Linked DNA regions of Mus musculus: all the other regions are linked to region 1. A link is a contact called in public HiChIP or PLAC-seq and promoter capture Hi-C data. All regions are on one chromosome and are shown on one strand. The core of a region is the stretch at or near the end of the contact, and the rest is flanking DNA. Distances in the headings are between cores, read along the strand shown. Region 1 holds the start of Frat2 (frequently rearranged in advanced T cell lymphomas 2). Region 2 holds the start of Blnk (B cell linker). Region 3 holds the start of C330026H20Rik (RIKEN cDNA C330026H20 gene). Region 4 holds the start of Tll2 (tolloid-like 2). Region 5 overlaps Tm9sf3 (transmembrane 9 superfamily member 3). Region 6 overlaps Pik3ap1 (phosphoinositide-3-kinase adaptor protein 1). Region 7 overlaps Pik3ap1 (phosphoinositide-3-kinase adaptor protein 1).

The links. Promoter capture Hi-C pulls out the DNA fragments that hold promoters and counts their contacts. HiChIP or PLAC-seq counts read pairs in DNA pulled down with a chosen protein or histone mark.
Region 2: a contact with region 1 is called in a promoter capture Hi-C map of pre-B cells, with 6 times the contacts expected there. The contact joins the promoter of Blnk here to the promoter of Frat2 in region 1. A contact is called at or near these places in 4 of 39 promoter capture datasets (the C10 cell line, hippocampal neurons, liver and 1 more) and 1 of 115 datasets of contacts at active chromatin or transcription factors (bone marrow-derived macrophages).
Region 3: a promoter capture Hi-C map of pre-B cells shows a contact between it and region 1, with 5 times the contacts expected there. The contact joins the promoter of C330026H20Rik here to the promoter of Frat2 in region 1. A contact is called at or near these places in 2 of 39 promoter capture datasets (hippocampal neurons and pre-B cells) and 2 of 115 datasets of contacts at active chromatin or transcription factors (bone marrow-derived macrophages and double positive thymocytes).
Region 4: a promoter capture Hi-C map of pre-B cells shows a contact between it and region 1, with 2.3 times the contacts expected there. The contact joins the promoter of Tll2 here to the promoter of Frat2 in region 1. A contact is called at or near these places in 2 of 39 promoter capture datasets (hippocampal neurons and pre-B cells) and 2 of 115 datasets of contacts at active chromatin or transcription factors (forebrain and large pre-B cells).
Region 5: a contact with region 1 is called in a promoter capture Hi-C map of pre-B cells, with 2.7 times the contacts expected there. The contact joins the enhancer-like site here to the promoter of Frat2 in region 1. A contact is called at or near these places in 5 of 39 promoter capture datasets (the 3T3-L1 cell line, cranial neural crest, hippocampal neurons and 2 more) and 2 of 115 datasets of contacts at active chromatin or transcription factors (embryonic forebrain and neural tube).
Region 6: a promoter capture Hi-C map of hippocampal neurons shows a contact between it and region 1, with 4 times the contacts expected there. The contact joins the enhancer-like site here to the promoter of Frat2 in region 1. A contact is called at or near these places in 4 of 39 promoter capture datasets (the C10 cell line, hippocampal neurons and liver) and 3 of 115 datasets of contacts at active chromatin or transcription factors (memory CD8 T cells, pancreatic cancer cells and pro-B cells).
Region 7: a FOXA1 HiChIP or PLAC-seq map of pancreatic cancer cells shows a contact between it and region 1. The contact joins the enhancer-like site here to the promoter of Frat2 in region 1. A contact is called at or near these places in 6 of 39 promoter capture datasets (the C10 cell line, the HPC-7 cell line, hippocampal neurons and 3 more) and 3 of 115 datasets of contacts at active chromatin or transcription factors (large pre-B cells, memory CD8 T cells and pancreatic cancer cells).

The regions. Positions count from the first base shown.
Region 1 is chr19:41,846,612-41,850,032 of GRCm38.p6, forward strand. It overlaps Frat2 (frequently rearranged in advanced T cell lymphomas 2), which reads right to left and starts at 1,521. Exons shown (of 1, transcript NM_177603.3): 1 at 1-1,521. The coding sequence starts at 1,300. The coding sequence ends at 605.
Region 2 is chr19:40,992,390-40,995,810 of GRCm38.p6, forward strand. It overlaps Blnk (B cell linker), which reads right to left and starts at 1,832. Exons shown (of 17, transcript NM_008528.5): 1 at 1,623-1,832. The coding sequence starts at 1,669.
Region 3 is chr19:41,009,771-41,013,191 of GRCm38.p6, forward strand. C330026H20Rik (RIKEN cDNA C330026H20 gene) reads right to left here and starts at 1,908. Exons shown (of 3, transcript NR_155302.1): 1 at 1-1,908.
Region 4 is chr19:41,205,105-41,208,525 of GRCm38.p6, forward strand. It overlaps Tll2 (tolloid-like 2), which reads right to left and starts at 1,670. Exons shown (of 21, transcript NM_011904.4): 1 at 1,373-1,670. The coding sequence starts at 1,541.
Region 5 is chr19:41,247,669-41,251,089 of GRCm38.p6, forward strand. It overlaps Tm9sf3 (transmembrane 9 superfamily member 3), which reads right to left. Exons shown (of 15, transcript NM_133352.2): 3 at 238-360. Among named protein-coding and RNA genes, the nearest start is that of Tm9sf3, 15 kb to the right of the region's middle. Within about 2 kb of position 1,488, at least 26 of the 459 cell types and tissues checked have an H3K27ac peak or open chromatin away from gene starts, as enhancers often do.
Region 6 is chr19:41,309,733-41,313,153 of GRCm38.p6, forward strand. All of the region lies in intron 8 of Pik3ap1 (phosphoinositide-3-kinase adaptor protein 1), which reads right to left. Among named protein-coding and RNA genes, the nearest start is that of Gm52406, 29 kb to the left of the region's middle. Within about 2 kb of position 1,554, at least 81 of the 459 cell types and tissues checked have an H3K27ac peak or open chromatin away from gene starts, as enhancers often do. A contact at or near this core is called in hippocampal neurons, where this site is marked.
Region 7 is chr19:41,328,901-41,332,321 of GRCm38.p6, forward strand. Pik3ap1 (phosphoinositide-3-kinase adaptor protein 1) reads right to left here. Exons shown (of 17, transcript NM_031376.4): 3 at 3,309-3,421; 4 at 300-444. Among named protein-coding and RNA genes, the nearest start is that of Gm52406, 48 kb to the left of the region's middle. Within about 2 kb of position 1,736, at least 50 of the 459 cell types and tissues checked have an H3K27ac peak or open chromatin away from gene starts, as enhancers often do. A contact at or near this core is called in the HPC-7 cell line, neutrophils and pancreatic cancer cells, where this site is marked.

The sequences.
Region 1 (3,421 bases), core at 271-2,770:
GAATCCCACAACACTCCACTCTACCAACCTGACCTTGAGTTCAAGTTGGCAAGGTCGAATCAATTGCATGTCCCCATTTAAACTCATCTCTCCCCACCTTCAAGAATTCACCAACCAGGTCCCCAACCTTCATAATCACAAATTAAGCAGGGGAAAGCAAGCGTTGTCAACCCACCAACATAAATCTGCCAACTTATGTTCTTCACCCTAGAACCGCTCTGCTCTGCAATTGTAGCACCATATTCAGAAAGCTTCTGTACCCGAAAATAACGAGATCATATCTACTATTGGTTTTTCAAGTATTGTTAGAAGCCCTCCCGATTCCCGCCCCTGCGAGCCACATCTATAAACAATCCAAGCACACGATAAGGGCTAAGTCAGGTCCAAGTGGATTAAGTAGCTGCCACAGTTCAACCGGTAGATCCCAGGTCCTCGGCTGCTGGTGCTACTCAGTAGAGTCCGTTTTCTCTAACAGCCTCTCGCGGCCGGTAACTTTGAGGCTGTAGCCCGAGGGATGGACGACAGCTCCTGCTCCGCACAGTCCCGGGCAAGACACTGTTGGATCAGCGTAGCGGCGTCCTCTTCCTCCTCCAGGGATCCCCTGTCAGAGCCAGGCGCCCGAGGGCTGCAGAGTGACTGAGTCCGGTCCGCTTCGGCCACCCCCGGACCCCGGAGCGCTCGCGGGGCTCGTGGCCGCAACCGCGGCGACCGCTCGCTGGAGTCTGCGCACCGCCTCCTTGATGAGGTTTCCGGAGAGCACGAGCTGCTGCAGGAGCCGGTGCGGGTCGTCGTCGGCCGCGCGCGCTCCGCCTGCTGTCCACCGCCGCTGCTGGATTCGGTGAGAAGCCACGGAGCCGGGGAGCCACCCTCGCCGCCCCGGCCCGGGAAGCGCGCTGGCACCCGGGGCGATCTCCGCAACGCAGTAGGGCGCCGATCGGCCCCGCACACGCCCGCGCTCCCCCAGCACGCAGCGCACGGCCCCCGGAGGCGCAGGGTCCCCGGTCTCTGCTGACCCCGTCGGCCGCAGCAGCCGCCTCGCTGGGGTCCCGGTCTTGTCCGCCGACAGCGCCGCCAGGACCCGCGGAGGCGCGGGTGGGGGACCCGGGGCGGCACACGGCGAGGCCGGGCGATCGTGCGCCGTGTCCAGCTGCAGCGTCTCGCCGATCTGGACGATGAGCCGATCCACGTCGGTCGAGCCGCCCAGAGTCACCGACTGCTGCAGCAGGAGGAAGCTGTCGTCGTCCTCCTCCCCCTCTGCCTCGTCGCCGGCTTCCTCCTCCTCCTCTCTCCGGCAAGGCATGGCCCCCCGCCCGGGCCCCCGCGGCTGTGCGGGCGTCGCTGGCAGCTCGGTTGGCCGCGGGCTCGGCGAGCCGCGGCTGGGGCGGGAGCGCGGCGGAGGCCCAAGCCGGGCCAGGAGGGGGCCGAGCCTGGGGATGCGGAAGCCGGGACCACCGGGCAGAGGTACCGCGCGCCTTAGAGCCGCGGGAGCCGGAACGCTGCCGGCTTGGGTTGATTTGTAAACAATGGGTGACGTCGCGCGGCTCCTACCACCGCGCGCGACCGTGGGGGGAGACGTTCGCTAGAAGACTTAGGGGCGCGGGACGGCGCAAACCGTGCGAGACCACTGCCCACACTGTCTGCCCAGAGATAGTTTATATGGTTGCGAGCGATTCCGGGGACGGGGCACCGACTTCGCCGAGCCCAGGTCCTAGGACCTCTCGGTCCTAGGAGGCACCCTCGGCGACTGCCAATTGGCTGCTCCCACTCGCGGACACACCCCCAGCACACCCAGCCCCTCCTCTGCCGCGCCCGCTCCAGCCCCACGTGTGGGTAACGCCTGCGCTGGCCCGGGGAGGGGCGACCCCGACGGTTGGGAAGCCGACCCTGTGGTCAGAGCTTCTCAGACTTGCTCCGGTTTCTCAGAGCTACATCGAATTGACTTTTTTTGTAGTTCAAACGAAAATGTTCTCGTAACCATAGGATTCAAACGAGATTAACAGGCTTCCCCCCCCCCCCTTCATCCTCCTCTTTGTACATTATACAGCCACACACAAAAGCATTGCAGTCGCATTAAATTATAAACGCTTTTTCCGGTGACTGCACGCGCTTTGAAAACACTGTACCGATTACGTAAGTTTCCATTAAGTACTTGTAATTGTTTAAATTCCTTCAACGGTTGCTGTTTCTCTGAGTTCGCCGTTGTAGTAAGTGTGTGACTAATGCTCTTTCCCATAAAACTTTTCCAAATTTATGATTCATTTTTCAGAGTACATTCCTAAGAGTGGAGTTTTAGGTCAAAGGATAAGAGTTTTTTTTAGTTTGGCCCTTTTATTTTTTGTAATATGTATGGAAAACCTAGAACTGGGTGAATACACTCTTATTAATATGTGATATACGTCATTCATTGAAACGACTAGAATTTAGTCATTGAAAACCTTATTGTGTATATGAGTCATGTTACAGGTGAAATTGACATTTTTCAGTTTGCCTGTTATATATATATATATATTTTTTTTTTGGTTTGGTTTGGTTTTGGTTATGGTTATTTATCTATTTATTTTGGTTTTTCGAGACAGGGTTTCTTTGTGTATCCCTGACTGTCCCGAAACTCACTCCGTAGACCAGGCTGGCCTCGAACTCAGAAATCCACCTGCTTCTGCCTCCCAAGTGCTGGGATTAAAAGCATGCGTCACCACTGCCTGGTTGGTTTTTTTTTTTTTTTTTAGACTGGGTTTCTCTGAGTAGCCCTGCTGTCCTGGAACTCACCCTGTAGACCAGGCTGGCCTCAAACTCAAAGATCTGCCTGCCTCTGCCTCCCAAGTGCTGGGAGCATCCTGGCTAGCTTCCTTTGAGACTTCTTTTTTTTTTTTTTTTTTTTTTCTTTTTTCGAGACAGGGTTTCTCGGTATAGCCCTGATAGCCCGGGCTGTCTTGAAACTTACTCTGTGGACCAGGCTGGCCTCGAACTCAGAAATCCACCTGCCTCTACCTCCCAAGTGTTGGTATCAAAGGCGTGTGCCACCACGCCATTCTAACAATGGTAGATCTAGTCTCCCTACCTTGTTGCTGTTATTTGGAGGGTTTTGTTTCTTTCTCAAATCCATCCGTAATTTTTTTTCTTTTTGTTTTTTTTCGATTGGTCTTTGATTCAGGGAGATGAGATGAAATTAATTTTCTCCCCTCCCTTCCCCCTCGGCTTGCCAACCAGGGCAATATTTCCTGGTTGAAACAGAGGAGTGTGGTCGTTACACAGAGGCTGTGTCCTGAGTTTCCAGATGCTGGGAACTGGTGGGTATGAAGGATGGGTGGGGCTGGAAATATTCTGATCTGTCTTATGGGAACCAAAAGAGCTCTAAACAGGTTGTACAAAGACCTAGATTCAAGTCTCATCCCTACTACAAACTGGGTGTGGGACTCCTGGC
Region 2 (3,421 bases), core at 582-3,081, 850 kb before region 1:
TAGATGCTGGGGATAGTTATATCCCCAGCACCCCCAGGATCTGTACCTTCAGCTTCCCCTATGCAATCCGTCCTGATCACTCCCTAACAGCACAGCCGCTGCCCAACTCTGTATGGTTAGACCCCCCCCCCCCGCCCCCAAGTGGCTCTTTTCCAGCTGGCCCCATTAGACAGGACCAATTTCCCAGGGCCCTCTCACCCCATACGTTCCACTCTGTGGCCTCTGCTAGGCAGGACTTTTCTCACCAGCCCACATTTGAGACTGCACTCGCATCAGCCTGTACGTGTGAGGTTACAGCCCCCTCAGCATGTAACCTGTTTCCCTCAGCTCTCCATCTGTTTTCTCAGCTGCCTCTCAGAGGCTTAATTCTTGAAGCATCATCTTCATGAAGATGTCTCTGCTACTCCAATCCTCTTCTCCACTTCGTGGCCCCCTTATTATTTCTACGATGTCTGCTCTACCCTTCCCTTCCGTGAGATGCACAGCAGAAGATGGAGGGTGCCTGTGGGACCTTCTAACTTCCATGTTAAAGGCTCTGTGGCTCTCCTGGGTATCCTCTATAAAATGGCTGACCAGCTGATGCTGCCCGCTGGTCTGGACCCCTTAGTACCTCTCAGTCTGCCTCTTACCAAACCCCTCAGAGTGAGAAGACCCATGTGCCACCGTGAAAGACTGTCCTTCTATCAACTCCATGTCTTTTCTTGTCATTTGTCTCAGACTCTCCAGTGCTCCATCCCTTAAGTATGACCTCATGAAAGTCCAAAGTTCTAGCCTGCACATGGAATATAACACACCCTTAAACGTTTGAAAGTTCCAGCCTCTGAGAGTCATCAGCCCCACTTCAGAAGACAATGCTCTTCAAACTCAAAAACTGGGAAGTCATCTTTGCATGGTCTCTTGACGTATGTATGCCTTAGGCCACTGCTGGCTTATTCTTTCTTAGTATATATTTCTTTAAATTGCCAAAGCTGTTTTTTAAAATGGTTATTGTTATTATCAGTATGTGTGTGTGTATGTGTGTGTGAAATGTGTGTGGGCATGATGTGTCAGGGCATGCATGTGCCAGGCTGGCAGTGACTGTGGAGTCCAAGGACAGCTTTGTGGAGTTGCTTCTCTTTCCGTTTTTTATCTGGGTTGTGGGCATGGAACTTAGATCATCAGACCTGCACATTCAGCACTTTATCCAGTGAGCCATCTGACATTCTAAAATAGATAGTCATGAGGGTACTGGAGAGACGCGTAGTTCCCCCAATAAACTTAGGGTGAACACCCACAAAACAAACAAGAGTCAGTAAGCGACAGTGACTACAAACGCTCTTCACACCATGGATGAGCCCCTCCTCAGACTCAGAAAGCTGGCTGTTGCTAGCATGTGGGCCATCAAATTTTCTATCTTCTTGCCTTCCCAGAGCTTCACTCTTTGTCCCATCCCTGGCAAAAACCAGCCAAAGCAGGTTCCTTCACTCCTCCTACACGTTTCTTTAAAAAGCTGATCTACTTCCCTATAGCCATTGCTAACCGATTGGCACTGGTCAAGTATCCCAAGGTTTTGGTGCCTCTGAGCGCTGGAGGAGCCCTAGAGGGCAAAGAAGAGGAATAAGGCTCCGAAGGGAATCTCTTACCTCAGCTTCTGGCTGGCAGGGACAGTTATCTTATTCAGCTTGTCCATTTTCTTGAGAGAGGATGTGTCGCTGTCCAGGGGGGTGTCAGCAGCTCCTGGACTTCCTGGGGAGCAGCATGGTAAGGCTCTGGCCTCAAGAACTCAAGCCACTGGAACTGACTTCTGCGAGCAACCCACAGGCTGCTGGCAAACACCCCTGCACAGGGGAAGTAAAACTCGCTGGAGCGCATCGCCAAGTTTCATGTTTCTACGAGGTCATGTGATCCAGGGAGTCAGCCAGCCTGGCTGATTACTGTGCGTTGTGTAAACTTCGGTAGTGAAACCTTATTGGGCATGCAAATCCCTTCCAGTAGCTCTTTTATGATCAGGTGTGTTGCCAGGTTGGATAAGTTTCTGACTGAGCACTACTTCCTGTTTGTCCCAAACCTTAGGTAGTCCCTGTTTTTAGCAGATGGCCAGAGTCACCCTGCCACTTCTTAGGTACAAGGAAAAGCTGAATAATCAATTATATCTGGATGGCTCTTTGGGGGCTTTCTGCTCATTTGCATTAAGCCATGGGTTAGCCTCTTCTTCTTAAGAACTAAGACATGAAATGGACAGTTCTTGTCACCGAGGTCACAGCAGTGGTCATTTAAAATGTGATAGGTAATTCTTTGTGCAAGGTCAAGGTCACTTAGGGGTGGGGAAAGGCGACCCTATCGTATGCTGTGTGGAGTCAGGAGTTGCCTTGCTGAAAGCTTGCCATTTTCAAATAAAGACAGGATACACTCAAAAGTCAGCTGAGGACAAGCCTAGTGATTTCCCAACACATGACATCAGGCGGATGCCTCCTAACTCCCCTCCATGTCTTCCCCTCTCATCACACCCAGTGCGACATGTCAGGTGTAGGGGTATCCCAAGCACAGTGAAATCCCACACCTGCCTCTGACCCCATCTAGACAGTTCTGCTATACTCCTCGAGACAACAAAACACAAAAAACAAAAAAATGAGAGGGCGTGTTCTTTCTTCCCCTTGGACCTGAACACCCCCACCCCCACTCACCTGGCACATCCTAGTCACCTTTGTGAAAGGAGATTACGTTCTGAACATTATCAAAGGACCATCGACCTGGGTCTAAAGAATGCACGGGGGGTTGGAGGGAGACAGAGTGGAGGGATTTCAGTTATCTCTCCTGTTATAGCTTCAAGGGCCTGGCTGAGGAGAGAGTGGGAAGGAGGACCAGGCCAGAGAAGGGAGGAGAAGAGACAGAGAGCAAACCCGGATTTCTTCCCGCCCCTGCCCACCCCCACCCCCAGGTTCTTTGTTCAAAGAGGAGCTCTTCGGTCCTCCTGGTTCCTTGACTGTTCACGTTCATGCACTATATCTGAATTTGCCATTCTTCAGGATGTCCGAGAGCTGATGCCTCAGAGTGGTTGAAGGGTGAGGTCCCTTTGCAGAAGAGTAGGGCATCAGGAGAGAAATGCAGACACTTGCTTCCCGTAACTGTTGCCTTTCTCTAATCTGCCTGCACGGTTTTCTTGCAATGTATCCTGAAGGAGATCTAGTTCCCTGCCCCGCCCTTCCCACAGCTCTTAGCAGAAAGGAACATAAAAACCATATATGATGTCATCAAGGGTCAGGAGAGTCTGGCCAGGGGGGTGATAATAGCCTTTTGTTCCTTCTGGATGGTTGTAAAATGCTTCCAATTGACCTGCGGACTTTCCTCTCCACCAACTCTGTCGAGCACCTGGTCTGGCAACTTCTTATTTCCCCAGAGAAAGAGAGAGGGTCGAGGGTTCCACTTCTGCTTTTTCTTTTTA
Region 3 (3,421 bases), core at 658-3,157, 840 kb before region 1:
CAGGTCAGGCTTTCTTTGAATTTACAGAGATCTGCCTTTCTTTCCTGAAGACTGGGAATAAAAATATGCCCCACCATACCTGGCTTCTGAGCATTATCTGTTATCTAGTGAGCAGAACTGACTACATACCTTTTAGAGCTCAGTGCTAAATAGCACATGAGGCCCCTTGTTCATCAGAACATGGATCCAGTGTGAGCCGCCTGAGTGTGGGGCACTGGGTGACTATGCAGGTTACCTCCCACCTCAGCCAGGGTATAACACTAACCTTGAGTGGACATTTCTCCAGCTCTAAGCTGAAATAAAATTAATGACAATTTGCATAGCAAATAAAATAATACAAACCCTCTCCAAAAAAAGTGTAAACACCCCCTGTCGTGGTTTTTAATTCTTTCCCCAAGGGTTTACTTATTGTTGATAACTGTCCCAGAGAAAATGTTGTTTGTCACAGCACCTGGACCAACTGCTGGGGTGTTTTGGGTGACCAGTTTTCAAAGTTTTATAACTTAATAAAATATATTAAAATGTGCTAACCATGGAAGAATGTTGATGTCAATTTCTCCTGGGGATCCGGGGCTTTACAATAAAGAATGTGGAGATGCTCTGTGCCTTTGGAACTGAGTGATATTTACCAACAAGTAACTTAACTGGTGGCTGCATTGATGGGACCAGTGATAGAGCCAGGCCCACAGCTCAGGAACTCTGAAGAACAGGTTTCTCAGGTTCCAACAAATTAAACCACTGTGACATTGTTCATCAGCTGCCCTGTAGCTTCTCTTTGTCCTGGTCCTAAGAATCTTCTCCTTAAGCCACCCTCTAGTGTGCTCACATTGTATCCAGTGTGCTCACCTTGTATCCAGTGTGCTCATGTTGTATCCAGTGTGTTCACATTGTATCCAGTGTGCTCACCTTGTATCCAGTGTGCTCACCTTGTATCCAGTGTGCTCACATTGTATCCAGTGTGCTCACTTGTATCCAGTGTGCTCACCTTGTATCCAGTGTGCTCACATTGTATCCAGTGAGCTCACCTTGTATCCAGTGTGCTCACATTGTATCCAGTGTGCTCACATTGTATCCAGTGAGCTCACCTTGTATCCAGTGTGCTCACATTGTATCCAGTGTGCTCACTTGTATCCAGTGTGCTCATGTTGTATCCAGTGTGCTCACCTTGTATCCAGTGTGCTTTCTGCATTATGTCCTCCTGGACATGGTACCTTCCCTTTGGGATAATAGAGTGACTGTCCCCCGGTCCTTTCTGCCTAAGTTGACAAGATCTTAGCATTTTCCTGTTGGTCAATGGGGATGGGGAAGAGTGATGTCCCATTTGGCTGCATGTCCCCAACAGGATGGGTTACAGGCACAGTTCATTGCATTCCCTGGGGGCAAGTATGAGCTGCCAGGAACCCCCTGCAAAGACTTGCAAGAACACAAGAAATGTTATTTTCACAATCCCTGGCATGAAGTGAGCTTGAGTGAGTTCCGGCAGGAGGGATCTCGTGCTCTGACCACCGCACTGCATGGTTCTTGCCATTGCTCTATACTGCCAGCAAACTGCTATGAATCATAGAACAGAACAGAGCAGTGGTGGCGCACACCTTTAATCCCAACACTTGGGAGGCAGAGGTAGACAGATCCCTGTGAGTTCGAGGCCAGCCTAGTCTACAGAGTGAGTTCCAGGACAGCCAGGGCTACACAGAGAAACTGTCTCAAAACAAAACAAAACGAAATAAAAAATGAAATCAGTCCTGGAAAACTACCATATGAAACTGTGAGCATCACTCTAGTTTTTACCCTCTGCCAGGCAGATGACATTAACCTTCCTGTCACTGCCTTCCCTCCTCCTACCTCCCAGAGCTGATGCTCTCTAAAAGGATAAAACTAAAAACAGACCCAGGATTCTTACCAGCAAGGTAAAAAAAAAAAAAAAAAAAAAAAAGGCAGACCAGCTCAAACATTTAAATATTCAAAAATCTGAGTTATGTTGCCTACAACGACCAGCCCCCCCCAGCACCCCTCCCCCCACACACTTAGTTTATAAAGCTCTTTCACAGCCACTAATACAGTTGAGCGACAAACCACATTATGGTAAGGTTGTTGGCATTTTGCCTAGGCTCCGCCCACAGTTACCTGGCAATAGCCAGGTGTGTCTGTCTCACTATAAAGGAGCTGCTTGCCCCCTCCTCTCTCTCTTGCTCTTTTGCTCCTGCTCTGTCCCCTTCCCCACACCCGACTACACCTCCACCAAGCACATTCCTTCTCTCCTTGTCTTTTTATAAAACACAACAACGGTGGCTAATATTTCTTTGCACAGAAGAAAACCCAGGGCTCAGAGCAGTTGTGTGTCTTGCTCACAATGACTGAACGGGAGAATAGGGGGAGGGGCTTTCTGATTTGGGGGCCTGTTCTTTCCACTCTCCCACGCAGCTATTTATTGAAATGTAGCTTCGGTTCAATGTACATTTGTCTCTCCTTTTTCCAAACAACAGAGGCACAAACGGGGCTACAAGCTCAGCTGAAGTTCTGAGCCCACAGAGCTTTCTGCTGCCAAATTTAGAAGCCATTGCCCCATGCGGATTCTTTCCAATCTAAGGAGGTTTCAGGTCAGGGGAGAAAATACAGATTCTTTGATAAAAGACTCTAGGACAACTCAGAAGCTATTGAAAGAAGAGAAACTTTGGTCCAATATCATATTTCATCCGTAAAAATAGATTTCAGGGGGTTGACGATTTAAATATGAAAATAAAACCATAAAAAAACCCCAAGAAGTAATGTAAGATTTCTGCTCCTGTTTATAATCTCTGAATGGAAAAGGATTGCATGTGATAGAAAGCCTAGGCACCATAAAATGTCCCTAAAGTGTCACTGCTAGCCAAAGAAGGGCTAGGGACATGGTGTAAAGGGTTAGAGCGCTTACTGTGGAAGCAGGAAGGCCTGAGTTTAGACCCCAAAACGTGTGCACCTATAACCCCAGCGCTGGTCGGGGGAGGGGAGGCATAGACAGGAGGATGTCAGAGGCTTGCTGGCCAGATAGTCAGCTGAAATAGTGTCCAGTCTCAATGAGAGACCTGTCTCAAAAAATACAGTGATAGAGGAAGCCATCTGATGTTGACTTCTGCTGTGTATATGTGTGTGCATGCACGTGTGTGTGTATACGTGTGTACACCTGTGAGTGTGTATTATATGTGTGTATATATAAAACAGTCTTCACATCAGCCATATAAGGTAGACAACCCACATACATTTAAAAGAAATAAGTTGTGCATGTGTGCTTGTGTGTGTGTACCTGTGTGTGCATGCACATGTGCGTGTGTTTCAATGCATGCACACATTGTTGTGTTTTATAAAAAAGAAAGGAAGAGCCAGGATTTGTTTGGTAGAGGCACAGTATGGTGAGGTGGAAGGGGGGTGCCTCTGCGGGCCCACA
Region 4 (3,421 bases), core at 420-2,919, 640 kb before region 1:
GTTGGATTTTTCTGGCATCTTTCCTGTGGTTAAGGCCAGGTCCCCCCACACCCAGCTTGACCTTCCATATGCACAGGCCCCTCTGGTCTCAAGAACACCTGAGGCCTTCCTAGGAACCTCATCTTCTTCAGAGAACATGCATTGTGAAGTGACTCCAGCCTATGCCCTAGAGTTACCACAGTAATGGTAAAAATAACGACAACACTCTATAATTGATTCCAATGGCAAGAAATTCCCACCCAAGTCCTCTGTTTACCTTCTTCCATTTTAGAGATGAGGAGCCTGAGGCTGAGAGAAGTCTCTATGAACTGAGGGAATGAAATGGCCCAGACCTGATGGGCCACTGTGCCCAGAGGAACCACTCTGATCGCCTCAAGTATCCTCAAGGCCTCTTATCCCTTATTTTTGCACACCAGAAGCGAATCAATCAGGTTGGGCAATGGACAAAGGAAAACACTACTAACGGGTTCTCGGCCACCATCCAGGAGCAGCCTCAAGGTAGTCTGAGTCCTGCACCTGCTTGGGTCCCAGCTAGTAACTGCTCTTGACTTTGATACGTTTGGGTCCTTTGCGGACAGATACTTAGTAACCTTTGCTGGGATGCTTTATCACCCCCCATCTATCTCTTGCCGCACATCCCAAAACAGGGTTAGTAGCTGGAGGGAAGCAGGCCCTGTAGCTGGGGCAAAGGTTTGTGCTCAAATGCTGGCGTGCCCGGTGCAGTCCTGGGGCGCAGCTTCCTGGTGGAATTAGAGCACCTGCTGACTTCCATCTCAGTCGGGTGCTGAGGAGACTGCGGGGGTAGGGGCACGGGTGGGGGGGAAGCTGGAGCAATTCAAGTCGTGGGCGTTCTCCCTAGGGGACTCTTCCTTCTGTCCTGTGAAGCTTTTTTGTCTGTCTTCTAATCTCTTCCCAAGAGTAACTACAGATCTTGGAAACTTCGCGGGAAACTTCCAACTGCTGTGAACTCCGATGAAGCCAGCTACTCCATCGGACAGAGCCTGGAGCGCCGCGCCCAGCCAGGCTCGACTCCTGCAGTGTCTGGAGGTAGCGGGTGCCTAGAGGCTGACAGGCGACCCGAGCCCACCGTGCACCACACAGGCTTTGCTTTCCACATCCGCCAGAATTCCCTATGGGACCGATCCTGCGGCCGCCACCCGATGTGCACTGCTAACCTGGGACCAGGATGTCCTCCTGGACTTGGAGGAGTACTAAAGCAGTTTCCCGCAGACATTGTCCTCCCCCTCCCGCGGGAGCCGGGGACATCTCTCAGGAGCGGAGTGGCCCGCCTTGCCCACCCCTCATTTGCATTTCAAAGGCAAACTTCAGCCCGACTTGCCCGGAGACTAGGACAGCCAGCGGTGGTACCTACCAGCTTTGCAGGGGTCGTGGTAATGCAGCTGCTGCTCCGTGCCCTCCTCGCCTTCCAAGGCTCCGTAGTCCAAGGCGACATTCGAATGGTCCCCAGTCACTTCAGCACCGCGGGGCAGCGGTAGCAGCAACAGTAGCACCAGGGTGCCAAGAGTGGTCGCAAGGGGCATAGTGGCAAGGGGTCGGCGGGGCCCGAGGGACTTAACCTGCACAGAAAGCTCGGATCCAGAGAGACACCACGTACAGGGTCGGTTGTGGTGGCTGCTGCTTGGCTGCCAGGCACCGGTAGGGTACCAAGCAAGCCCAGTAAGGCGTTCTCGTCCGGCCTGGACACCCGGGAAGCCGCTGCTAAACACGACTTGCCCAGAGGCCAAGGCTGCGGTGGCTGTGATTGTGCTGGCGGCGGCAGCGGTAGGAACAGTGGCCGCTCCGCCCCTCTCCACCAGGGCTGGACCACACGCCCTCTCCAAGGGCCCCGGACAGCCAATCACTTATGCGTCCTAGGCGAGGCCCCTCCTCTTCCCTGCACCTCCGTAACTTCGGAGGAACCCAAGCAAACCGAAGATGCTGACAAGTGTTGGGCTCCCCGGGGCGCACGCCCACCTGGCCGAATGCAATCTTGTTTTGACACTGTGGTGCGCGCAACACTGCTCAACATTGAGGCTAGACTTCGCGCCCTACCTCCTTCTAGTAACTCATTTCACAACTCCCAGATGCACGCGTGGCAGGACGCAGGAGGGCCAGCAGCTTTGGTGTGTGTGAGTAGTCCTGGACACCTCGCTGCTGCCAACTTCGTGCTTTCGAAATTCGTTTCTCTGCAGAATGCAGTGTGTCTCACATGCCTCAGCAAAGGGGGCGAGGAGGGGGGAATGAGCAGGATTCTCTCCACTCTTTCAACAGCCCTGGTCCCACCAGCACAGGTGCGTGCTGCAGCACCCACCAAACCCGAAGTTGTGGGTGGGACTTGTAAGGATGGATAACGATGAGCTTATCCTTCAGTAAAACTGTCCCAATTGGGATGCTTTTGATAGTCAAAGACTCACAAATGAGCAACACTGTTATTTAAAGTTACAGACATACCAAGCAAGCCTTGCCGTTAGTTTGATAAAATAAAAATGAGCGATTCTTTAAATCTGGTTATTTTTGTGCCAGTGAAAAACATGCACCCAGATTATTTAGGGAGATAATCAGACGTTATTTGAAACTCGCTTATGTGATGTACCTTCAATGTTAAAAAAACTGTCAGAACTGATCCACTCTGACATACATTATTAACCGCAAGGATTTTCAAAGATCCTTTTATACAAGTAAATTGCCCTAATCAAGCATTATAGCACGTCAATGTGCTGTGAAGATTTGTGAGTGCATCACATCCAGAGTTTTTGTTTTTTGTTTTTGTTTTTTTAAATTAACTGCAGGAAGAAAGGTGGACTAAATTTCTCTTTGGGGCTTGTTACCACATGGTTTCCTAGCTGCTAAATGACAAAGCAGTCCAAAGCTGGGCTTTACACCAGGCTCCAAATGTCTCATCCTATCATCATCTGCCTTATCTATTAACTAGAACAACAGTTTCTTCAAACCAGGACAGGTAGTGATTAACCAAAGAAAAGTGTTTCACGAAGCATTTTATTTTGTTCTGAATCTCACTTAGTAATGGAGGGCTGACCCTGTCTGAGGCTGTCATCAAATGAGCACGGAAGTTATAGTCAGGTTAGGCAAGATCTGCTAGAACTGGCAGGTGAGAGGAGGGGACTTGAGAGGAAGAGCTGGCACCAAATGGCAAGGAAGGCCAAGTGGCCACTAAAATAGAGCATCAGTGGAGGAGGTTGGATGGCACTTCTGCCTGACTGCTGGAGGGAGTCAAACCCAACGCCACAGTTCGCTATATGCACCCAGTGAAGGTCACCACCTGTCAATAGATAAGGCCACAAAAGCGACATCTAAAGGGCTAACAAACTTCTGTGACACTTCCAGGCTTCCAGATGGCCCTAAGAAAACAGCCAATTGGCTTCCTCATTAACAGAGAATTCTGGAAGGCAGACATTAGAGG
Region 5 (3,421 bases), core at 238-2,737, 600 kb before region 1:
CCAAGTGCCTTTGAGTTCCTTCAGTCTGAAAAGTTACACTGTATTAAACCTTTTATCTTAAGAGTTTCCTATAAGGTCTGGCAGTATCAAAAATGCCTCCAGTAGGAGAAAGCCATAAAATCAGCCTTAAAGACTATTCCGGGGCAAATATTAGAAACACATTTCCATCATGATCTGGAACAGTCACCTTAACCCCCTGCTTACTTGAAATCCTACTTTGTAACCAAGGATACTTACCCCATATTGGTAAGTCATCTATGTACATCTGATACCAATAGTGATTCTTGATAGCATACACAAACGCATCTCTCTTCTCTTTATCTAAGTCAATTTCACAGTAAGTGCCTGGCATCACATCATCTGCAAAGTAAAATTTACAAATTAACCCATTGATTTGCAAAATAGTCACAGGAAACACAAGACAAAAAGAAAAGTCAGCATTTGCCCCAGTTCCCTCAGTTCCCAACAGTTCCATCTGGTGGTGGCAGATGGGGCTCGCTGTGCTAGCCCTCCAGCATTTTCCTGTTTCCCATTACCTTATAGTAAAAGGGTCTCCTCATCTTTATTCTCAAAGACGCCTTATGTGAGAAACTCCTCACATAAAGAAAATAATCCAAGATGATGTAAGGACAGACAACACAGAGCTTATGGCGCACAAGGAAATGGTCATCTGCTGTGCGGGAAGCTTAAGGGCAGGAGTTTAGGCAGAGATAACAGCAGAGTTGAAGGTCACTTGGGTGAACCCTCAGTCCAACAGCACAGGAACCCCAAGTCATCAGTGGCCACAGAGGCCCTTCGTAATCATCAAGATCACAGGCTAGCTTCTATCTAGGAGGCAAATCTGCTTATAAATCACTCAAAAATACCCTAGAAGTGAGTCATTTCCATTCTTGATTGCTTGCAAAAACAGTGTCCTCATAGTTGTGTTCAAATAGTCTCTTATTTCTCATGTTTCAAACTCTGTCCACATTCTATATAACTAAAGAACTAGCTGAAAACAATCTCACCATAAGTCACTGGTTGAAAATGACAAGTGTTCCTCCTTCAGGTGAACACAAACCTACGAGTTCTGAAGAGTCAACTAAGATTTTAGCAATGCAAAAATCTTGAGGAGGATAAAAGCAAAAACGCACACTAGCAAACGTCCATACGTACTTCTCACAGAGATCACCACGTTAAGTAGATCCAGCACCTAACTGTCAGTGTGTGCCCAATAACAGCCCAGAAAACAACCACTAGCTACCACAGCACACACTGTGTTCTCTGAGAATGTACCACACCACCTTACTTCCACTTGCTCTTTTGATGGAATTACTAATATGGAAAAGAACACTCTTACCTCAAATTCCACAGTGTTCTGCAAAGTTATCATGAAATGACCATATATGTGCATAGAGACACGGCCAAGTCCTGAGTTCTGGTCTGCGTTCCACTACTTACTATCTGCTATCTGAACAAAAGCAAATGGTTTAACCTCTCTGTGACCCTCACAGTTCCTCAACTGTGAAACTGGAAACTGTGCTGGCTCCTTCCCAGGGCTGTCTTAGGCTGGAATGTGATGCATTCACACTCGTCTTGAGTATTTTTGCCCTTACACTCTTGAGAATCTCACGAATGTGTTACTTCCCTGCCACAACCCACCCCCACCCCACCCCACCCCATCCCCACCTGAAAATGTATAATCACACAAAATTAAGTGTACAGTTTCAGAGTGCCCAAGGATGGACCCCTGAAGCCAGAGGTCTGGTTAAACTCTCTACATTCACGGCCTAGTGCAGTCTGGAAGGTAATTATATACTCAATAACTGCCAAATAGATTTTAAAAACACAGACTGGAAATAGTGGTCTATGCACAGTTGATTTAAAGACCACAAAGGTACAGACTAACTAAGCAACCTGACTGTCAACGTAGCCTAGGGGAACAACCCTGGAACCCTAGCTACCTGAAAGCTAATGCAGAAGGCTTACAAGCTCAGTCAGCCAGAGCTACAGAGGAACCCAAAGCTAGGCTGTGTAACTCAGCAAGACTGGGTCTCAAAATAAAAAGTGGAAAACAAAAACAAAAACATGGGGGTGGGGGGAAGGCCTGGAAATGCAGCTCAGTGGGGAAGCATTTAACATCCATGAGGTCCCTTCCTCAGCTCAATCCTAATACTAAAAAATGTAAGGGAGGGAGGACGGGAACAGAAACTGCCTTAAAATGTTTATTATAGCCTATAAATATAAATATATACATATGTTTAGTAATTCTATTCAAAGAGCTTAAGCTTGTAAAAGATTTGTAGCTACATTATAATACCTTGCGTAAGATCTGCTAAAAGCTTTGTTATTTCTAAAAAGGAAGGAAGAGAAAGGGAGAGAGCAGACCACCGTGGGACTCGTGTGGGGAAAGTGCACATCCCAACTGCAGAGTACTACTGAGCCACATTTGAAGAGCAACAATATAAGAATAAGCTCACAAAAGGTTATAAGGAAAAAAATGTATAAAAATAATTACATATAATTTTAGTTAAAAATGCTCAAATCACTAGCATATGGTAAGCACTACATAAGGGTTAAGTTTAAAAGATTAACATAGGTAACATGAATTCAATTTTCACTTTCTTGTGACAGGATCTCACCAAGGCCCTCAAGCTCACTGGGAATTCCCAATCCTTCCATTTCAGCCTCACAAGTGTTAGAATTACAGGACTGTGCAAACATGCTCAGTTTAATTTTATGTATTTTCAAACAATTTAGATAAACAGAAATGTCAATGTTATATTCCTCTGTAGATCCTAAATTTTATGTACTGAAACTGTATCACTGCTAAAAATCAGAAGAAGAAAACCATCCACACACCTTTTCTTCTGGAGCGTGACATCAAGCTGAAGAATAATGGTTTTAATGATGCAAAAAAACAAAACAAGAATCAGAAGCTATTATCAAATCTACAGTTAGCATAAGATACTTTAAAAAACAACAACAACAACAAAAAAACAAGGGACGGACAAGTTTCAGATTCTAAGTGTCTGCTCTGGTTAAAGCTCTAATTGAAACCAAAGGGAAGAGAAATCCAGCAGCAAGCTCCAGTATCTCCGGCTATCAAGGCGAGTTTAGACATTGGTAGTTTGTTTTCTCCCCCTCCCCCACAAAAAAAGAAAAAAAAACAAACTCAAATGTCAGTAGAAAAGCATGTAAGTCCATCAAACCAAAAATAGTGGCTATGGCAAACACCCTGACCACGGCAGCAGGAACAGTTACAGTTGCAGTGCCAGAGGGGGAAGAGTCTCTACAGCAAGCAAGCATGGCGGCTGGAGCAGAAGCTGAGGGCTCACATCTTAAACACAAGCCGGGAGAACAAACTGAAATGGCTTCGAAATCTCAAAGCCCACCCGGAGTGACATACTTCCTCCAGCAAGGCTCTAACTCCTAAACCCAC
Region 6 (3,421 bases), core at 304-2,803, 540 kb before region 1:
TCTCAAATAATAATAATTCCATAACCCCAGTCCAATCATAGGAAACACGGCACATCCAAATTGAGAGTTTACAAAGTTATCAACAAGCAAAGGTCTTCTTCAAGAGAATTGGGACTGAGAAAGCATGAGAACCAGCCCTAACTGGAAGGGACAGAGGGACAATCTGTGGGTCACAACAGCTGTTGTGACTGTGAAAGAAAAGAGGATGGATGGTGGGAAATGGAGAAACCTGAACAAGATGCTAATGTTAGACAATGAGGGGCAAGAAATGCATGGACTTCGGTATTCTTCAGTTTTTCTCTTAAAAACAAAAATAGCACAAGGGCATTTTCTTCCCAGTGCCAAGTAGCAAGCCCAGGGGCTTGCATATAATAGCAAAGTGCTCACCACTAAGCTAGGTGCTCATCACTAAGCTGGGTGCCCACCACTAAGCTGGGTGCTCACTACTAAGCTGGGTGCTCACCACTAAGCTGGGTGCTCACCACTAAGCTGGGTGCTCACCACTAAGCTGGGTGCTCACCACTAAGCTGAGTACTCATCACTAAGCTGACTGCTCATCACTAAGCTGGGTGCTCACCACTAGCTAGAACACAAGCTCCAAAAAAAAAAAAAATTCCTTGTAAGGAGAGGAATAAATGAGCAGAAAGGTGACTTCAGCAGCAAAAACAAGCAAGCATGACACACGGAGAGGACCCTCTGCTGAGCCCACTCTGTCCTCCTTTGCTATCGAGATAAGCACTTTCTGATGGGTGGCAGAGCAGGCATATGTAGATAGAATGATGGAGGTAGGAATAAAAAAATCAAATTTGTTTTACTTTATAGTCTTTATACTATATAGTATATTTATGGTGTTTTCATTAATCCTTAAGAGTCTGACATTGGAAGAAGAAAAACTAGGCTTTGCCAAATGGAAGTTTGGGTATCAGATCACAGTGCATAAACCTGTCTTGATTCTTCCACTCCTTCCTTCCTTTGCTTGAACTGACATCATACCGGCAACCCAATACCAACTAGTCTTTTATGGGCTTCTACCCTGGTTCTCAACCTGTGGGTCACGACCCCCTTGGGGTTATTGCATAGTAAACAGCTTACATATCAGATATTTACATTATGATTTGCAAACATAGCAAAATAACAGTTATAAAATAGCAATAAAATAATTTTATGGTTGGGGGTCGGCACAACATGAGGAACTGCATTAAGGAGCTGCAGCGTCAGAAAAGTTGAAACCGCTGCTCCAGAGCATTCACACCCACAAGATGACTTGGCTTGACACAGGTCCGCGTCTCAGAGGCAAGAAAGCATATCTGAACTCGGCAGTCATGGTTCTAGGAAATGAGAACTACATCAGGCAGAGGCAGGAACTACCCTGGGGAAAGGTTGTACCCACAAAAGCACACTTCTTATCACGTCTCCAGAGGTGCAGCTTCCAGGACCCCCATAACCAACACGCCAGAGTCATCGCTCCCCAGAGAGACTCAGAACGCGGGTCCTTAGCAGGTTTTCACAGCTGCGTACAGCTCCTCCCACATCCAGATATGTGACCAATCAGGGGTCATTCTCATCCTAGGTAATGTTGCCTAGAAACATGGTTGACATTTGGCTCTTATCGGGTTACCAGGGTAACAAAGCCAGGAAGTCAAACAAAGGTCAAATTCTCATGCAGAAAGGGAAATGAAAAGTGTTTCTATTAATTTTGCCCATCGTTATCCCGGGTCCGCTCATTTCAATCCATTCTGCTTCTCTTTTCCTGACTATAAAATGGTGGTGGCGACGGCACAGCTCAGTAGGTCTGTCGCGAGTGTCACATGAGAAGCCTTCCCAGAGCACAGCACAGTGTCCGCAAATACGAAGGGCTGGATGAACGCTCTCTATTATTTTTGTTATTAAATCCTATACCCAGCAAAGAAAATTTCAAAATAGAAGACTCTATTTACATGTTAAGAATTTCTAAGGGGTTTGGTATGCAGCTCACTAGCAAACAGCTTGCCTAATGTGCATTAAACTGATTTTATTATTTTATTTCCAGTACCACAAAAACATTTTTTTCATGGCATTAAGAACTGAACTTAGGAAAAAAATTGACACTATAGCTTATATATCCTTATGGGGCATATAGCGATAACTTTTTTAAGACTTATTTTTATTATCTTGGTTGCAAGCCTTATTAACAGCTGAGCCATCTCTTCTATTTTTATTTGCTAAGGTTTATTTTTTAAGTTTATTTTTATTTATTATTGTTATTATTATTATCATTATTATTACTGGCATGTGTGTATGCATGCGTGTGTGTGTGTGTGTGTGTGTGTGTGTGTGTGTGTGTGTGTGTGTGATGTGTGGATAAGTGCCACAAGGGCCAGAAGAGGACATTAGATCTCCTAGACCTGGAGTTACAGGAAGTTGTGAGCTGAGTGACATAAATGCTGAGAACTGAACACAGAACCTTTGAAAGAGCCACAAGGGCTCTTAACACTTGAGCCATCTTGTCTTTTCTTTGGTGGTTGTGGTTTTAGGTTTCACGTAGCCTGGGCTGACCTTGAACTTATTATGCAGCAGATAACCTTGAACATCTGGTCTTCCAGCCCCATCTCCCAAGGGCTGGAATTACACCACTCTCGGCTCACACAATGCTAATTTGATGTATGTTTACCGTGAAGATCGGGTTAGTTAACAATTCCATATCTTCAAACAGTTATCATGTTTTTGCTTGAAAGTCTCTGAACTTCTTTTAGTTCTCTATAAATATATAATAAACATTTATGAACTGTAGGCACCTTACTGACCAGAGAGCAGAATTTGTGTCATTCCCAACCAAGTGGATACAAGTGGCAAGATTCTTTTTTTTTTTTTTTTTTTGGTTTTTCCGAGACAGGGTTTCTCTGTGTAGCCCTGGCTGTCCTGGAACTCACTCTGTAGACCAGGCTGGCCTCGAATTCAGAAATCCGCCTGCCTCTGCCTCCTGAGTGCTGGGATTAAAGGTGTGCGCCACCACACCCGGCTTTTTGTTGATTTTTTTTTTAAATTTTTATCACAGCCACTCTAACTGGACTGAAATGCTACCTCACCGTGGTTTCAATTTGCATTTCCCTGGTGAGTCACGTTGAACATTTTCATATATTTGCTGGCAATTTGCATATTTCTAAAAAGAAAAGTCTAAAGTCTATATTAATTTCTGATCAGTTTCGGGTTTGTTTTTTTGTTATCTGAATTGTTCATATGTTTTAAACACCATTTTTTTTCCCTTTGGATACAGGGTCTCTGTGTCTGGCCTGGAGCTCACTATGCAGACTGGGTTGCCCTTGAACTCACAGATATCCACCTGCCTCTGCCTCCTAAATGCTGAAACTAGAGGTGTGGAACACCACACCTGGGTCTAACGTTTTCAAAGATTTTATTTCTGTCTATGTGTCTTTGTGTCTTG
Region 7 (3,421 bases), core at 486-2,985, 520 kb before region 1:
CTGAGGGGTGAAGAAAAACATTAAAAATACACCAACCACAAAGATTCGATTCACCAAAGAGGAAATGTGACAACCGTGAACGTGGAAAATGACGAGGTCACACTGGTAACCCAGGGCAACGAGGATGCTCTGCTCCTTAAAACATCAACTTAATGAGGCCACACTGGTAATCCAGGACATCAACTACAGCTTTTAAAACACCAACTCAGCCGTGCTGAGTGATGCTGGAGAGCCAAAGGACAGCAGTGTTTCTGAAGGCAGCTGGGTAGCACACTCTGGGTCACCACGGGGCCACTCACCTGGTGCTTTCACAGAGACCGTGTACTCATTCTCCAGTGTGCCTTCCACCCGGATGGAGGGAGAATCCTCAGGAGAGAACTCTGCTTCTGTTGATACCTTCTCGTCCAGCTTGCATCTCACAATGATATACACAGTGGTTTCTGCCTGGAGTGGGAGACAAGTTCTGGTCTCTCTCTCCCTCCTGTATCCCTTAGGGTGCTGGGTCAAAGGTTATCCCAGCACCTCGAGCCTCAGCCCACTCTCTAAGAGAAGATGGTCTGGTCTAGGGGTCTTGATAGACCAGTGCTGGCAGAGAACCATAGGCTATCAGTCCAGTGGAGGAACTTGTGGAAAACAGACTCAACATTTATAAACCTTTACGAGGATTAGACAAAAACTTTGTCTATTCTTTATTTTCATAATTTTTTAAACCTAGGGACTACAAATGTTTATTTCATTTTATAACATCTTAAAATTGCTCTTTATATACATATACATATATATACACATATACATATACATATATATACATATACATATACTTTTAGTGGTCTTATCATACAATGGGAAAAATAATGCCCATGTAGATACCATATGCTATCAAGTACCAGAAATGGGTTACATCTTTTTGAGTCATTGGCCAAAGTGGTCCCACAGACCCCTACCCCCCACCAAAAACAAACCATTGCAAGCTATTGTCAATGCTACTGTTACCTTCCACGACCTGACACTAAAACCCTATTGCTGAAGACAGATACACTCATGTCATCCAACACAGAGAGATCAAGCTGGTGCCCAGCCGGAAGCTGCACTCCTACTGACTAGCAGTCACAGTGATGGAAGGAGCGCCACTCACTACTGGAGGAGAAACGTAATCACCAATCAATCTCGCCCAGTTATGAACCCTGTGATCTGCAACATTCACATGACTACAAGACATACCGGTGTGGTAGTGGCATAAATGTTATAAGTGTAACCAACCACTTAAAAAAGGGGGGGGGTGTAATATGAAACTCCAAAATCCAAAATGCTCTAACCTGATACCACAAGCGGAAAGTTCTATACTTTGCATTTAGGTCAAAGACCAAATGCAAGGGAAGTAACATGTTCTATAAAACTATTGTCAGGCTGTGTATAACGTGCATATAAAATATAAACACACTTTGTTTTATAACATATCCTGTTGTGCATACAGAAATAATCTAACATCTCCCTAACCAAATTCAAAATCTGAGACACTTCAGGCCCTTAGCATTTTAGGTAAGAGACACTCAACTTGTCTCTTGTTTTACTCAACTTGGCAAAGATCATTTTAGATAAGACCGGTAGGGCTGGGCCCTCCCCAAAACCAGAAAGGCAAGGAGAGATCTATGGCCAGAGCCACAGATCATCCTTAGTCATTCATTCCAGGACTGTTATGTAGTCGTCATAGCAACCCTTCACAAAGGGATGCCGAAGGCTGTTCCAAGTGTGGACTTTGTGACATGAGAGGGCTGTGGCCCAGGCTGCTGCTGCGGCCACTATAACCATTCGCATGACCTGTGGCTGTCATCCTTCCTGCCAAACTCCTGGTCCTGCATCTCATCCGAGAAACATGAGGAGCCCAAAAGAACGCCTGTCAGTTCTGCAGGCAGTCAGGACCCACCACAGGCCAGACACCCTAGGCCCACAGACTCAGTGTAGGCAACTGGGATGATCCTAAGTGAGAGGGCAGCAGAGAGGGAGCAGGAAGACTTGAACAGAGTGGGATGAAGCACGCATGGGTGCCAAACACCCTTCCCACTGCACCTGGCAGTCTGACCACACACCTGTGGGAAGACACGGCACTGGGAGAGGAGCCAGAAATGTCCACATCAGTCCAGCCGTGACTGCAAAGAGGCTACAACAGGCTGGATTTAAAAACCAGGAAGTGGCCAGGTGTGGTGGTACACACCTGTGACCCCAGCTGTGGGGAGGATAAGAAAAGGGGTTCACTAGTTCAAGGCCAACCTGGGCTATGTAGAAAGACGGTCTCAAAACCTCAAAAGTAAAAATAAAAACTGAAGATCAGAGAATGGTGGGGACCAGGCTACAGCGGGCATGTCCCATGGGAAAACAAACACAAAACCAGAAAGCCTAAGCCTAATATCACAGATTCTGACTCATGAGACACCAAGAAACACCAACTTCTTTTCTCTTTAGAAACACCAACTTTTATGCCTAATTTTAAAATCACTCTGAAGTCCAGATCAATCATGTCTAAGAGTTGAATGCAACCTGAAATACAACCGACAACTCTGATGCTGGGAGCCTGTGCCCAGCACCTTGTGGTCTCAACTGCAAAGGAGAAAGTCAGATTCCCCCACCCCCACTTCTCATTTCCAATGTTCTCATGCCCTGAGGTTCTGGGAAGCCACCGTGGCAAGCTTAGCAAAGAGCTTGTATCCATGGAGAAAGCATTCTGGTGCTCTAACCTATCCAAAATGCCTCCCGTTTTAAATCAGAGAAGGAAGGACTGTGAAATATTACGATAGGGTGACTATCCCGAAGTCTCACACAACAGCTCCCTTGTGACTGACTGACAACCATAAAATGCTAGCCATACATGGCTTGGGTATTTAGGCAATCTTTCAGCAAGCAATATTGGCCAGCAAGTTTCCTCTATCAAACCTTAACACCCTCCCTGAGGCCAGGGTGGTGACCAGTAAATGAAGAAGCAGGCTCCCACAATGTGTCACCTTCTCCTTCCCAGGCTAGGCCAGCTGGAAGATATGCAGGCCTCTCTCTAACTCTGTGGCCTGCTGGTATTCTGTCTGCCCTATGTTACACACTCATGAAACAGAGTCCTTACATGGATGGCACATACACTCCCAGGTTCGATTCTCTGACTTAAAGAAGCTACTCGTGTCCGAGGTGATGGGAGTCCCGAGGGAAGGTGGTGGTTCTAATAAGATGTATCCTGATACCTTTGCACCCTTTACTGAAACAAAGGCATCTACTAGGAAAGTCGATGCCCTGATGGAGATGTACCAGGTCCCCAGGATGCCTACCCCACAGCGAATGCGGTCCGGCTGTACCACCATCAGGTTCCCAGGCGATATCTCCGGAGGCAGGTTTGTCTGCTTTGAGAAAGGAAGCTCTCTCTCGTCCTCGGGCTCCGTGT